Regions from separate parts of the Mus musculus genome. Here regions 2 and 3 are each linked to region 1. The links are chromatin contacts, called in public Hi-C maps. All regions are on one chromosome and are shown on one strand. Each heading gives the region's core, a stretch centred on a gene start, on an enhancer-like site or on the middle of the called end of the contact. The rest is flanking DNA. Distances are from core to core; before and after follow the strand shown. Region 1 holds the start of Eya4 (EYA transcriptional coactivator and phosphatase 4). Region 2 has its middle 100 kb from the start of Eya4. Region 3 overlaps Eya4 (EYA transcriptional coactivator and phosphatase 4).

What was found. Hi-C and Micro-C count contacts between places; a contact is called where the count stands out from the background.
Region 2: a Hi-C map of myocytes shows a contact between it and region 1, with 6 times the contacts expected there. The contact joins the enhancer-like site here to the promoter of Eya4 in region 1. A contact is called at or near these places in 6 of 484 Hi-C or Micro-C datasets (the C2C12 cell line, muscle stem cells, myocytes and 1 more).
Region 3: a Hi-C map of muscle stem cells shows a contact between it and region 1, with 1.6 times the contacts expected there. The contact joins the enhancer-like site here to the promoter of Eya4 in region 1. A contact is called at or near these places in 4 of 39 promoter capture datasets (the 3T3-L1 cell line, 3T3-L1-derived adipocytes and stem cell-derived epiblast-like cells), 6 of 484 Hi-C or Micro-C datasets (the C3H10T1/2 cell line, the MC3T3-E1 cell line, embryonic fibroblasts and 2 more) and 1 of 9 other capture datasets (adipose tissue).

The regions. Positions count from the first base shown.
Region 1 is chr10:23,347,507-23,352,087 of GRCm38.p6, reverse strand. Eya4 (EYA transcriptional coactivator and phosphatase 4) reads left to right here and starts at 2,198. Exons shown (of 19, transcript NM_001347372.1): 1 at 2,198-2,326.
Region 2 is chr10:23,448,237-23,452,817 of GRCm38.p6, reverse strand. No RefSeq gene overlaps it. Among named protein-coding and RNA genes, the nearest start is that of Eya4, 100 kb to the right of the region's middle. Within about 2 kb of position 2,642, at least 22 of the 459 cell types and tissues checked have an H3K27ac peak or open chromatin away from gene starts, as enhancers often do. A contact at or near this core is called in the C2C12 cell line, muscle stem cells and myocytes, where this site is marked.
Region 3 is chr10:23,282,663-23,287,243 of GRCm38.p6, reverse strand. All of the region lies in intron 2 of Eya4 (EYA transcriptional coactivator and phosphatase 4), which reads left to right. Among named protein-coding and RNA genes, the nearest start is that of Eya4, 65 kb to the left of the region's middle. Within about 2 kb of position 1,908, at least 9 of the 459 cell types and tissues checked have an H3K27ac peak or open chromatin away from gene starts, as enhancers often do. A contact at or near this core is called in the C3H10T1/2 cell line and muscle stem cells, where this site is marked.

The sequences.
Region 1 (4,581 bases), core at 949-3,448:
AGTTGCTATATTCATGGAGGAGTCTGACACCAACAGATTAACTGTTATAGTCTCTTATTTGAGCCACTGGCATGCATGCTGTATCGAAAAGAATGGCTGCTTTTTTTTTTTTTTTTTTTGACAACCACAACTACTGAAAGCATCCCAGAGGCTAAAAATATAGATTGGGATGTATACAGACTCATTCGAATCTCAGCTTTGTCACGTGGACAAAAACATCCAACCAACCGACAATACAGCACTTTGAACTATGAACTGGAGACAACAAAATAATTGAGGTTTTCTTGTTGCTGATGTCCCTTGAGTGTATACTAACCGGTGCTCCTCTCCATCGCAGGAATGCACTCTGGGTAATGCTCCCAAGGCTGCAAAGCACCACCAGAAACCCTTCCACTCAGAGAGCCAGAAAGGGGGAAGTTAGGCCTGGCCTGGCTCAAGCTCCCTGAAACTGATCTGTGGGAGAAACAGCCAATAAGCAAGCAGAGGGAAGACACTACCTTTATCAGCTTAAATTTAAAGCCCCAGCATCTTTTCCATTTCCTCTTAATCATTGTAGACAATGCCCCGCTCATTAAAAACAAATATTCAGCATGGATTTTCCTTTTAAACTAGAGTTCAGGGCTCCTGTTAGTAACATAAAACCAAGCTCAAGTGAAGGATGAAATTTGTTTCTGAAAAAAGTCCAGAATATCATTTAGTTGATAAAAATATTAAAACTAGATTTTCTTCGAAGTGGAGTGGTTTTTTTTTTTTTTTCATCCCTATGGCCATATCTAAGGCAGCGTTGTTGCTAGAGATGACTTGATTTTCTTTGGGAAAAATTATTTTGATTTCTTTGGGCCTTGGTTATCTTTTATACAGCTTTAATAACTATTAGGAAATTAATTAAACAAACACGCGTGAACCACAAGTGAGCAGTACAGCAACTGACAATAAATTCAAAATGAGTTGATACACATTATCAAAGTATCAGGACAGATGTTACTGATGGAGACAATGGGCTTTAGGGAAAGGTGGGGTTATATGGGAGTAATATTTGGGGATTGTCTTTGCTTTGGTCCAAGAGTGTGATATTTATATTTGTCTGTGAAATATGAAATCCAATGTAGGTACAAAAGACATCAACAGAAGGCATAGGCTCAAAATGCCATTTCAGCAGTGTGCCCTGAGCAGTTCTGACTGGCCTTTGGAAGTCACTGCAGTCTGACCTTTGGGCGCCTGGGAGGGGCGCCTATAGCTGCGCCCGGCCTGGAAGGGGCCCAGGCACTTCCCAGTGCTGCCCGTCTGCACGCTGCTAACTCCTTCATCGCTTCCATCTCCAGGAAAAAGCTCTTTCCTAAATCCAGAGCAAGCTTTGGGCTGGTGTCAGTTGGCGTTTAACTTTGTTGCAAGTGGACTAGAGTCCCTTCTGCCTCCTCTCTTGGGGTAAGTGGCAAGGAGTCCGACTGAGGGCCTGTAGCTCGCACAGGGTAGTTAGGGGACCGCCGCCCAGAAGCAGGTGGGGGACCGAGGAGCCCGGTGGCGGGCTGGTCCCTTCAGTCTAAAGGCCTCGGTGGCCAGCGCCAGGCGGGGTGGGGGCGGGGTGAGGCGGCGCAGAGGGCGCGGAGATTACCGCGGCGCCACCAGAGACGCGCAGAGCCGGGGAGCCCCGGAGGTCCCCCCACGCGAGACCTCAAAAAAGAAAAAAAAAGCCGATGATAACAGGCAGTTTCCAGAGATCGAATAAAAAGAGAGGGCTTCTGCGCCCGCCAAGATCTCCTGCTCTTCCGGCGGCCTGCCGGGAGGCCCCCAGCGGCCACCCTAGCCCCAGGACGCAGGCGGCGACGTCCCCCCCCAACCCCCCCACATCCCGCCTCCTGCCTCTAGGCTCCAGCTCCGCGCGCTAGGGAGAGGCTGCCCGCGGCGCGGCGCACGCTCCGGCGGCTCCCGGCTTGCGCGCAAACCTTTCCCGGTCGGCGCCCTAGAGAGGGGACTGAGCGGCGGGGACCTGCGGAGGGACGCCCGGCCACCCGGCGCGCGCGCGCTTTCTCTTTTCTTCTGCTCGCTAACGCCGCTCGGCTGCTCGGACTTTGGTTCGGCTCCTTTCGTCCTCCCCCCCCCCCCCTCGCAGCCGGCTCCCCCACCCCGCCCTGTTTCTCCCCCACTTGTGTAAGCTATTTGTTGGGGGTGGCCGAAAGGGATGTCCTGTTTTTACCAGAGACACAGCGCGAAGGGAAAACTTAGACACTGGAAGGAAAGCGAGTAAATACGTAGATCGGACCCGCAGATCACTGGCTGGGACAGACAATTGAACTTCGGGAGTCCAAGGCGGTCCGGGCCGCCAGAGGTGAGTGTCCTCTCTTCATCCGACCCGGTTTTTGAAGTCCAATGGAGGGGGGAGGTGTGTCCAGATTTGGATGATTCCCCCAAACTGTCCCCTAGAAAGTGCTAGCTAGACACTTTGTAGTGCGTGAATGGGGATCTGGGGATGGAGGTCGCGCGCAGGGAGAGTGTGTGAGCCTCGGAGTTCTCCCCGATGATCCAACAGCAGTGTCCCATGGCCAGGGTCCCTAGGACCTCAGTGGTACGCTCGCCCAGGAAGACCCTCAACGACCTGGTCCCCAGTAACCCCTCTTGTCTAGCGCCACAGGACCTGAGTGAGTCTCGCGTCGTCCCCGGGTGCGGATCCTACCTGCCTGCACCCTGTTCCCTGTCGCCCGGGAAGCTTACACCAGACTCTTCCCACTCCCACCCGGTGACATTTAATACTTTGTGATGACCTGCTACGTGGAGTAAGGGTGCTGCCTCACTCAGTGTCCCTTGGAGAGCCGTGGGCGCCTGGGTTTGCGTGAGGCCGGGAGCGCGTGTACCCAGAGGCCAAGCCCTGGTCTCCAGGTACCGGTCGCAGTCTAAACAGGGGGGGGGGGTCACTTTAATGGTTTTTACGTGGCGTGGACGAATGTCTCTTGCAGTGTGCCAGGGTCTGTGAAATTAGAGGCGCCTTGTCAGAGGAGTCGCGTTCATTGGCTCCAGGAGCGGATGCTGAGGAGCAATTCTAACTTCTCCAAAGCCAAGGACCAGGCTGGGGCGAGCAGGTTTCTCTCAGAGCTCACTGGATCTGGGGTGGCCTTGGCACTCTAAACGCTTGTAGAGCTTGGTCATCTGTGACTGGGAGACAGACTGTGTGAGCCCGTTTCGTTTTGCAAGCCACAGCAACCCCAAACTTTTCATTTTATTTTTCTATTAGCACTAAATTCTTTTCCTTTTTTCTTTGTATTCGAGATTCGCAATCTCTCTGAAAGAAACAAGGAGGTTTTGACTGAGCCTGGTGGCAGAGCGGTGGCAAAACTAAGGGAGTGCAGTTTGATTTTTGCCACCGTCCCCTTGTTTGGGATGTTAGCGCCTCAGCTCACATCTTTCAAGTTCCTGGGAGACTAACGGGGTTTGCGGTTTGGGTGGGATCGGCGTGGCCTTCTCCTTTTCTCCCGGACAACGCAGGGACCATTCAGGGAGCCTCCTGAACTCGAGGGCCCCCGTGGAAGGCGCGCATCCCCGCGCGGGGACAACCTAGGTGGCGGCTCACCAAGCGCGTGGCGTGTGTTTTGGTTTCTGCGCAGCTACACGTGGGGCACCTCCGTGTGCGTGTGTGTTGTGTACTTGATCTGTGAGAAGGTAACTGGAGTCTCGTGTTCAAACCCAGTGGGCCCTTGGCCATTAATTTGCTTTCCTGGCTGTCATTACAGACACTTCCAAAATCTGATACCTAAAGAGATCCAACAGGTTGGGTTTCACATTAAGAGCCCACACTTAACAGTTTTCTTTCTCCCTCACCCCCTTTGGCTCCGCACTCTGGGATCAACGTAATTGTTGGAGCGAAATACATCTTCTTGAATATGGTATTTTGTTGCTCTTCTCTTAGCGCCGCCTTTTTGCACCTATGAGCGTTTGTCAGTTTCAGCGAGGCTCCTGGGGGACTTAGGTGGGAGTCTTTAGGAGTGTTTAGCAACCCGGACTCCCATCAACAACTTCTGAAGTTTCATTTACCCGTGGGTGACTGACAGCGCTGAAAGTGGACTGTGGCTTTTTTGTTTGCTGAGTGCTTCTCTTTTAATTTAATTTAATTTTTTAAGTTTTAAGGACAAAACTTGTATTTGATACAATTTCCCAATAAAGTTTGATATTTAAGTAGAAACGGTACCTACTTTTTATTTTACTTTAAAAAAAACAACATATATTTTTGTCAGACTTATACCTGAGAAACAAAATTTAGCAGAGGCTGAAGGGAAAGAATTCTAAAACAAAATAATTTGATATGCTTTATGGTGCATTTTAAGACATTTGCATTCAAAGACATTTGTACTTAAAAAAATATATTATCCCAAGAAATTTTTAAAAAGCAATAGCAATGTAAGACAGACTGTTTTGTGTGGAAGGACTGCCAGAGTGAGTTGCAATAATATCCAACATAGATAAAAACTGTAAAAACAATTCCACCTTATTAAAGGCTGTAAGTAATCCAAAGGGAAACATTTTTGTAATGTCCGCACATGAATGTTAAAAACAAACCGACATCAAAATCTTCGCTATTAACATCTGAACTGG
Region 2 (4,581 bases), core at 1,393-3,892, 100 kb before region 1:
CTAGTCACCCTTCCTTTAGCTTGCCCTGTTCCTGTTTGTAGACTGGTCTGTCTGCTTGGAATATTGTTCTCTCAGATGTGTTTCTGGCTTACTTCTCATTTTTCAACTTTATATTCAAATAAATCTTTTCAGAAAAGCTATCTCTATTACTATCAGCAGCAATACTATATGAGTACTATAACGTTGATTTTTTTTCCCTTAAACATCTTCTTTAGTGGATAGATTCCATGAAGTACTTAACTTTTTTTTTTCTGCTATGTCCCAACCCCTAAGAACTGTACCCAACACATGGCTAACTTCTCAAAATTATCAGTTGAATGAGTAAATAACTTTTTTAAAAATTCTGCTGTAGCCCTTGTGTCCACAATGTTCACAGTAATGAGCATTATCAACCATCTATATGAACAGAAACAGCAATATTATTAATTAATTTAACTTTTCCGCATTCAGAACTAGCAACATCTTATGTAGTTTGTTGAGGTAGCAAGTGCAGAGAGGCTACTGACTTCAACTGACCCCATGGGAAAGGGCTGTCACACAGGGAAGCCATTGAAGGGTTTGAACACGCTACTTACTGAAGAAAGCGATTTCTTGGTATCATTCTGAAACTGCTGTGACCCTCCACCACTTTAACATGAATCTCATCCTCATTAAAATGAGGACACAAACTTCCGCAAATATTGCCTCCGGTCCTGCCATGGTTGGCGGTTAGCTGTGTCATGAAAAGTTTATCCAAAGTGTGCACAGTATCCAGATACTTGGAACAAAATTTGCCAGCTTATCCAAAACCCAGGACTCTGCCATTATTTCCAAGTTTAAGACTTTCTTAAATAGAGATGCTCCACGAACCATAGTTCTTTCAACTCAAATTTCTACATCTGTTTTGGAATTACTGTCCCCAGCTCTTCAAGGTTTCTACAGAGGCACTCAAACTACAGTTGGCTTGCTATAAGTCAGCAAGGTGGATGGTGTATTTGTGACCTCCAAATAACACACTGGTTATGAGGGGTCAGATATGGACGCTCCTGTTTAACAATAAATCCCATTTTTGAGTGGACACAGACTGAGCAAGTAATATGATAGACCACTCTAGATTGAATAGCTGCCTTCATTGAAACCAGGAGCTGAGAGGACGGATCTGTGGGTAAAATGATCACTATGTAAGAGAGTGTGTGCCTGAGTTTGAACCTGGAACCCTTAAGGAGGTAGATGTGGTAGCATGTTGCGCTCCTACAGATGACAGAAGATGGGAACCTGAGGATCCCTACAAGCTCACAGACCAGTTAGCTGGAAGCATGCAGCAGAGAGAAAGAGAGAGGAAGGTAAGACAGACAACACCTGAAGTTTTCTCTGGACTCCACAGGTTCTCATTATCTATCTCTCTGTCTCTGTCTCTGTCTCTGTCTCTGTCTCTCTCTCTCACACACACACAGACAGAGACAGAGAGACAGAGAGAGAAAGACAGAGAGACAGATTAGCAATGATGGTGGTGGTGATGGTGGTGATAGGACATGGAGGGATGGCTCAGTGGTTAAGAGCACTGGCTGCTCTTGAGGACCTGGGTTAGATCTCCAGCATCCACATGGTGGCTATGATCACCTGTGACTTTAGTTCCAGAGATCTAATGCCCCCTTCTGGCCTCTTCGAGCACTGCATGCATGTGATACACAGACCACACCCCCCAAAATTTCATGATGGTTTTGAACCCAACTAAAATCGATCCTTCCCAGATCACCTTCTCCTTAGCATCAGAGATACACAATAGGGGTGGCAGAAGGGATACCCAAGGACCAGCGTGTCTACCTCTCTGTGCCTACAACAGTTCTCAGTGACTCTTCCAGGAAAGTAAGTGGACCCTTGAAACTGGAACAGCCTACTTTAAAACAGACAGCTAAACAAGAAGACTATTTACTGGGTCATCACTTTGAGGTGACTAATTGGGCAAGCATTTTCAGGAGCCCAGCCATGATCACCCTTCGTCACAACAATACGTTCCCAGTGTCCCACACTGTCCCCACTTCTGTCCCAACACCTGCCTTTCTACATCCAGTGCTGCAATGACACAGCAAACACTGTTAAGTTCAGCAAGATGCCCCAACCCAGCCAGTGAGCGTGACAGAATATGAGAATTGGGGCTGGGATTTATGCTTTCCAAATGTCTTTGCCACTGGATACAAGGCCCTGGCTGGAGAAGAATTATGAGGCTGTTGCTGTTTGTGAAAAATGGCTGCTGGCTATATGGGTGCACCCTTATAGACACTGTAGGGCTCCTGTTTCATGGGTAGGTCGTTTCTGTCTGGCACAGCTCTCAAAGCGGAGCTCAGCTCTGTCTTGTCTGTTTTCCCACTCAACGGACCTCAATCCCCTTCGGCCTCAGGGGCTTTGGTCTGTGCCATAAGAAATGAAACATATTTCCCAATGTGTTTTCTTTCTTTTTTAATAAAAATATCAAAGGCATACTTATCAGTGGCTGAAGACGGAAAGCTGCGGCAAAGGCTATTTTTTTTTCACTGGAACGCGGCCCTGTGTTGTGCCACACTCATCCAGGGGCGGCAGAGATTGATGGTGGGACATGTGCAAGGAACTGCCGCTGATTGAAATCAGACAACTGCGAGCTGCGAGGGCAGGGCGAGTGGGGGAAACCAGTTTAACCACAGCCATCTCATCTTAGCACATTTGGACAGGGCTTCTCCTCCTGGCTGAAGTAGCAGGTCAGAGGAAGAGGGAACGCGGAGGGGCTTGAGACAAGCTCCCATCAAGCACAGGCCCCTCTTGTCTCGAATTTGCCTTCTAAACAGTGCAACCTGCCCACGACTGACCACCAGCCTTAGACTCTGGGATGTAAATTAAACCATTCACAGGCATGCAGGGACAAGAGACAAAAATGACCGAGCACACTGCTTCTCCTGAGGAAAATTGGGCTGCTACTGTCCTTTAATGTGGGGGCACGATCTCCATCTTTTTTTTTTTTAATTTGCTTTTCAACGAGGGTCTAGGAAGAGAGGGAGCCATGGGAAACTGTCGGCCAGTTGCTTAGTACCCATCACCAGGACCTCAGCCAGAGTTCAGCGTGGCTAACAACCGCACAGCTATGTACTTGAACTGAGACATTTTTATTTCATTAGGGGTGTCCGTTTACAGCCATTAGCTAAGCAGATTGGCCAGCACCAAAAGGCCTTTCACCCCCCCCCCCCTTCTTGCCTTATCGCCAGATCTCTCGTCCATTATTCATCTCTTTAAAAAGAGAGAAAGGGAGGGGGTGGCTGGCTTTAAGTACATTATGTTTGGTGACTTGTCTCTATTCTCTAGCCCAAACAGTCTAAAATAGGTTTTATTAGAAATCATTATTTAGGTTCCAGCCTGAGAGCCTATCGATCGCCCGTGTATAATGGTTCCCAGAGCTCAGAGAGTAGCAGCCACGTCTCCATTGGCTGACACAATGTCAGTGACAATTCTTTTTTTTTTTTTTTTTTCCCTGCCAGCTAGGATGCTGGTTTAATATCCTGAAAAAGTCACTTAACACCACCCCTTTATAACATCTGTCAGGCCCTGTCCAGTGTGACTTGTTTCTCACATTGAGAGCTCCCAGGCAGTTGGGGCCATGCTCTCAAACACTTCTCCAGAGCCTTGGAATTCCTCAGACATTCAACCGCCCCCCAGCCCCAGGGCCCAACACTCGCACACCAGCTGTTATAACTTTCCAGGACACTCCTAAATTTTCTAAATGTGTGCCATATAAAAATAAGATTTAGGACGGTGAGTGTTCAGGAGCTTTGCCTGTAAGGAATATAATTCATCTGGTGTCCCGGACCCATTATGGAGCGTTCTTCTCCAGCCTACTCGGCTCCATCTTGGTCTTCCCCAAACGTTCTTCAGTAATCTGGTGACTGGAGATTTGGGCCAAGTGATCATCTTTTTCTCCTCTCTCCCTTGCTTTACAAAGCATTTCCCTTTGTTTGGAAACTTTTGAAAAAACTACAAAGATGTTGAAAAGAAAAAGCAGTACACATTGAATTCAGCTTTGCTTCGTATTTATTTTATGGTTCATAACACCCACCCACTCATGGATTTTTTTTTTTTTACACCAACTCATACACAGCCACACACGACATGCATCTTCCACAAGGTTTGGTGTGTAAAGTTGCAATCATTTCTCTGCCACCCTCTTATAGGGATACGCATTGTTTTTCTGAGTCACTCATTTGAAACTAAAATTTGGGGCTGACAGGATGGCTCAACTATAAAAGAAGGAACTGACTAACTTGCTGTCCTCAGAAGCCAGATTTCTGGCACACAGAATTTATCCTAGGATGCCTGCTGAGAGATGGGAGCCTGAGACAGGAGCCAAGGCAGATCCTGTCTCAGTAAGGTTGAAGCAGAGAAATGATTCCCCAAAGCTGTCTTCAGACATCCACACGTGAGCCCATACTCCCACATATACATAAATGATAAATTGCAGATGTCTTGACACCCTATACCTAGGTACAAAAGTAAGAGCTTTGATTATTTTTATTAATTTTAATATAATAATTTTAATAAATAATTCTATTTTATTTTAATAAAATAATTTTTATTTATAAT
Region 3 (4,581 bases), core at 659-3,158, 65 kb after region 1:
GAAGGAGGAACTGAGTCTCTGGTATTTGTTATATATGCCTCACTTTGATTTACATTTAATAATCACTGCCATTACTTTAGATGAAAAATTTAGGTTGAAAAACTGTTCCTTTAAAAGGGAACTTTATCCTGGTGGGTCTATGGTTTGTATATATTCTTGGTTGAAAAAAAAAGGATGCAAATTGGGATAATTTAATTAGTTGTAAATCTTTCTGGTACTAATTATTGCTGTTCAATTGGAAAAACCCAAACAAATTCAGTATCCAATTGCAAACTACTACAACCAAAATCTAGTTAGCCAGATACATTTGGCTCTTAATAATTTATTTTTATACTATAATTTGGAACTATGTTTTCTCTTGTTTGTTACAAAAAGATCTGCAGTAACTCTGGTTTCTTTTCCTTAAATAGCTGCTAGCTCTGGACATTGTTCACTACATTTTCACCCATTTAATTGTTTCAAGGCTGCTGAGAAATCAGCTTAGCAGATGTACATGGGCTACACTAGGATCACGTCAATTGCATGAATATATGGGCTCTTTGGGGCGGAAGGAGAACTTTGGAGGAAGAGTTGTTTATTCCTGTTGAGCTGACCTCATATCTGTGTTTGTAAGATAACTAGAAACTAAGGGTATTTCAGATACAGTAACACACACACACACACACAGACACACATACAGAGAACCTTGCATCCTTTCCATAAAGATCCCTCTGATGCCATGATGTCATACTTTTCTAGCATTCCAAGCCAGGCTTTGTTAGAATGCTTATTATTCATCTTTCAAAGTAAGTTTCTTTATATAAGAAAAGCCCCTACTACACTATATTGAAAGGCTGTATTTTAAAGACTATTTCTACATTAAGAAGCATGTTTGTGGACAGGGGCAGGAGCTTGGTGTGGATCCAAAGCTTGGCTCAAACTTTTGGTATTCCTGCCTCAGCTCTCCTAGTGCTGGGATTACAGGCATGCACCACTTTGCATGGATTAAAATCACGTTTTTCAGCAGTGGAACGTTGGCCTGGTTTTATGTTAATATTGAGTGGCGCTTTTGATTTTGGTATGTGCGGTGAGTGTGAAGAAAGCAGAAACCCTGGCTAGTTATTTATCTCACACAAATTACACACAACTTCTGAACTGGAGTTCAAAACCTGAAGGATTATTTCAGCATTACCTCTTTAATGCTAAGCTTTGAAAGACGTACATGAGGGAAATGTAAGTAGTAGCTAATGCCCCTATGTGTGACTGCGTGCTGCTGGGTGTTGAGACTGGTGCATCTTGCACAAAAGTTACGACAGCCACAGTGAATACTTGCAGAATTTCCAGTTTCTGGTATTGGTTTCTATTCGTGCATTTTAGAAGGATTATTTAAATTTGTACTTAAAAGAAGCCTAAAGACAAATTTCTATTTGTAGAAAAAGAAATGGGACCCTCTCTGGCATTAATTTTATTTTTTTTTAGGCTAGCCATACTAACTTCTTCCACTGATGAGCATGCCAGAGCTAACTATTGTTGGTGCAATTTTCACAAAAGCATGCATGCTTACATACCTACTTTCATTTTATCAAGAGGACAAAATTTCCTACATAATAATAAAACACTGAGGTTTTTTTTTTCTTTCTTTTTAATCTCTGGGGACAGTAGTAAAATGCCTTCTTCACGGTAATATTTTAGTCACTCAAACCACATTTCTCAACTACACTTCAGTTAACATGGCAATAGAAGTACAATATTAATAAAATGCTAATGTTAAAAATGGTTAATTTTTTCTTTCTATTTTATTATCTTCACCATATTTAACTGTTACACATTTTTAGCCTATAAAATGTTTTATGGGAAAATATAAAGTACTCCATAGCTCCTCGTTTTGGTAGTTGGTGGGTAGATTTTCTCCCAGCCATTGGAAACTTCTAGCTGAAACTGGAATCCACAGAGTACCAACCTCAGAAGTCCTCCTGTTTTCCCTCCATTACAAGTGTGTAATTTGGGCTGGTGGCTGACTTTCTCATACAACTTTAAAGATCATTCTATATAAACTGTGGTATCTCCATAGCTACTCCCACGGGGTGGGGGGGGGTGGCACATGTTTAAACTGAGAAAAAAAAATCTACCCACCTGGAGAGAAGCCAGCTTGTTGGAGATGAAGGTGGGTGGAACCCTCCAAAACAATACGGATCTGTGATTCCTGATTCACTGTGACTTTCAGTTTCGATGCCACTAAACCACATTTGGCCAAAGCATCTAGGTCATCAGGGTAGCTGCAGAACAGCAGCCATAGCAGCCTGGTTTTGTTTCTAGAATATTTTTCTAGTACTTCTTACCTCACTAAATGTTACAGCTGTCTTCAGGGCAGTTGAAAGTTTTTCCCCCGCTCAGGACAATTTTTACCCTGCAGGTGCAGTGCTTCTCCAGGCACACACACACACTTTGGGTTTCAGTTGTGAAATTGTACAAAAACTAACAATTTTATGGAAAAATCCTGGGCCAGAATAAAAACTGCCTCCATGTGAGATCTTGCTGTGAGATGGTCTGAAATCTGGAATATTTGCTAAAATCCTCCCTCAATAGTGTAAGAGATGCACACAACACACAACTGATTAAAAATGCTACACACATGGCTCTGAAACAAAAGAACTGAGTTTAAACTCTGTACCCAAGCAGCAGGCATAGGACACCAGGATGGGCTGAGAGACTCGCCCTTAGTAATGGCCAGGACAGGAACTGATTCCCATCTCCATATTTAAGAATCATTTTTGTTTTACTACTGTTTAGATTTTCCCTATGGAAAGGATGTGTTCCATGATAGATATTCATATTGTAATATGGCAGCAGCCAGGGCTGTAACGTAAAAAGAAAGTAGCCCTCACAGTCACAGGGTCTTCTGAAATGACAGCAGCAGCTCTGACACAAGCTGGGAAGATCAGCCAGGCACACTATGACAAGCACACTTGCCTTCTCCTTGGGATCCTGCAAACCCCAGCAAGGTTTGAGGACCTGCTGATGTTCCTGTCTGGGTGGCGACATCTTTCCCTAACTCTCCCTTCACTAACTCTCTTCAAATACTAGTGGTTTTATTTTTTTACTCAACAAATGTTAATAGCCATGTAGATATAATGGAGATTCACTTCATATTCTAATATGTATTGGCAATCATGTGAAACTTTGCTGCATTTTTTGACTCCCTTAAGTCAGCTATTCATTATCACAGTGGAAAGCTAACTCGCACATCTCTAAGGACTTAAAGTCAGTCAACAGCTCTTAGACTGACTGTTTTGAGCCTTTGGTAGCATCTCTGTTAGACAGGCATGATAGGACAAGGCCACTCTCCTCATGGCTATGGCTGAAAAATGGAAGAACAGACAAGTCATTCTAAGATGAAATCCTTAATGAAAGGAAGACTGAGCTTTAACTCAAAGTCTCCCCCCTGGCAGATCAATCTGGTTCTTTTAATACATGGTCCTTTGGGGAGATAGTTAACTCTAATATAACATGTGAAATATTCGTACACATGATCAGCTCCCAAGGGGAAAACCTTACAACCTTAAATAATGTACTCATTCAGAGACAGTATAAAAATTTTTTAAAAGTCAGAAATGAAAAAGCAGACATAACAACAGAAACTGAGGAAATTAAAAAAAAAAAAACATCAGATCTTACTACAGAAGCCTATATTCATCAAAACTTGAAAAATCTAGATGAAATGGATGATTTTCTGGACAGGTACCAAGTTACAAAGTTAAATCAGGGTCAGATAATCCATCTAAATAGTCCCATAACCCCTAAGGAAATAGAAGCAGTCATTAAAAGTCTCCCAACAAAAAAGCCCAGGACCAGATAGGTTTAGTGCAGAGTTCTATCAGACCTTCAAAGAAGACCTAATACCAATACTCTTCAAACTATTTCATAAAATAGAAACAGAAGGAACACTACCCAATTCATTCTATTATGCCACAGTTACACTTATACCTAAACAGCCTAAACAACACAAAGACCCAACAAAGAAAGAGAACTTCAGGCCAGTTTCACTTTTGAATATTGATGCAAAAAATATTCAGTAAAATTCTTGCAAACTGAATTCAAGAACATACGATCATTCACCATGATCAAGTAGGCTTCATCCCAGGGATGCAGGGATAGTTCAATATACAGAAACCCATCAAGGTAGTCCACTACATAAACAAAGTCAAAGAAAAAAAAAAAAAACACACGTTCATCTCATCAGATGCTGCAAAAGTTGTTGAGAAAATACAACACCTCTTCATGATCTTTCTCTCTCTCTCTCTCTTTTGGATATTTTATTTATTTACATTTCAATTTTTTATATTTTTTATTAGGTATTTTCTTCATCTACATTTCAAATGCTATCCCAAAAGTCCCCCATACCCCTCCCCCCACTCCCCTACCCACCCACTCCCACTTTTTGGCCCTGGCATTCCCCTGTACTGAGGCATATAAAGTTTGCAATACCAAGGGGCCTCTCTTCCTAATGATGGCCGACTAGGCCATCTTCTGATACATATGCAGCTAGAGACAGGAGTTCTGGGGGTACTGGTTAGTTCATATTGTTCAAATTTTATCTGCTTT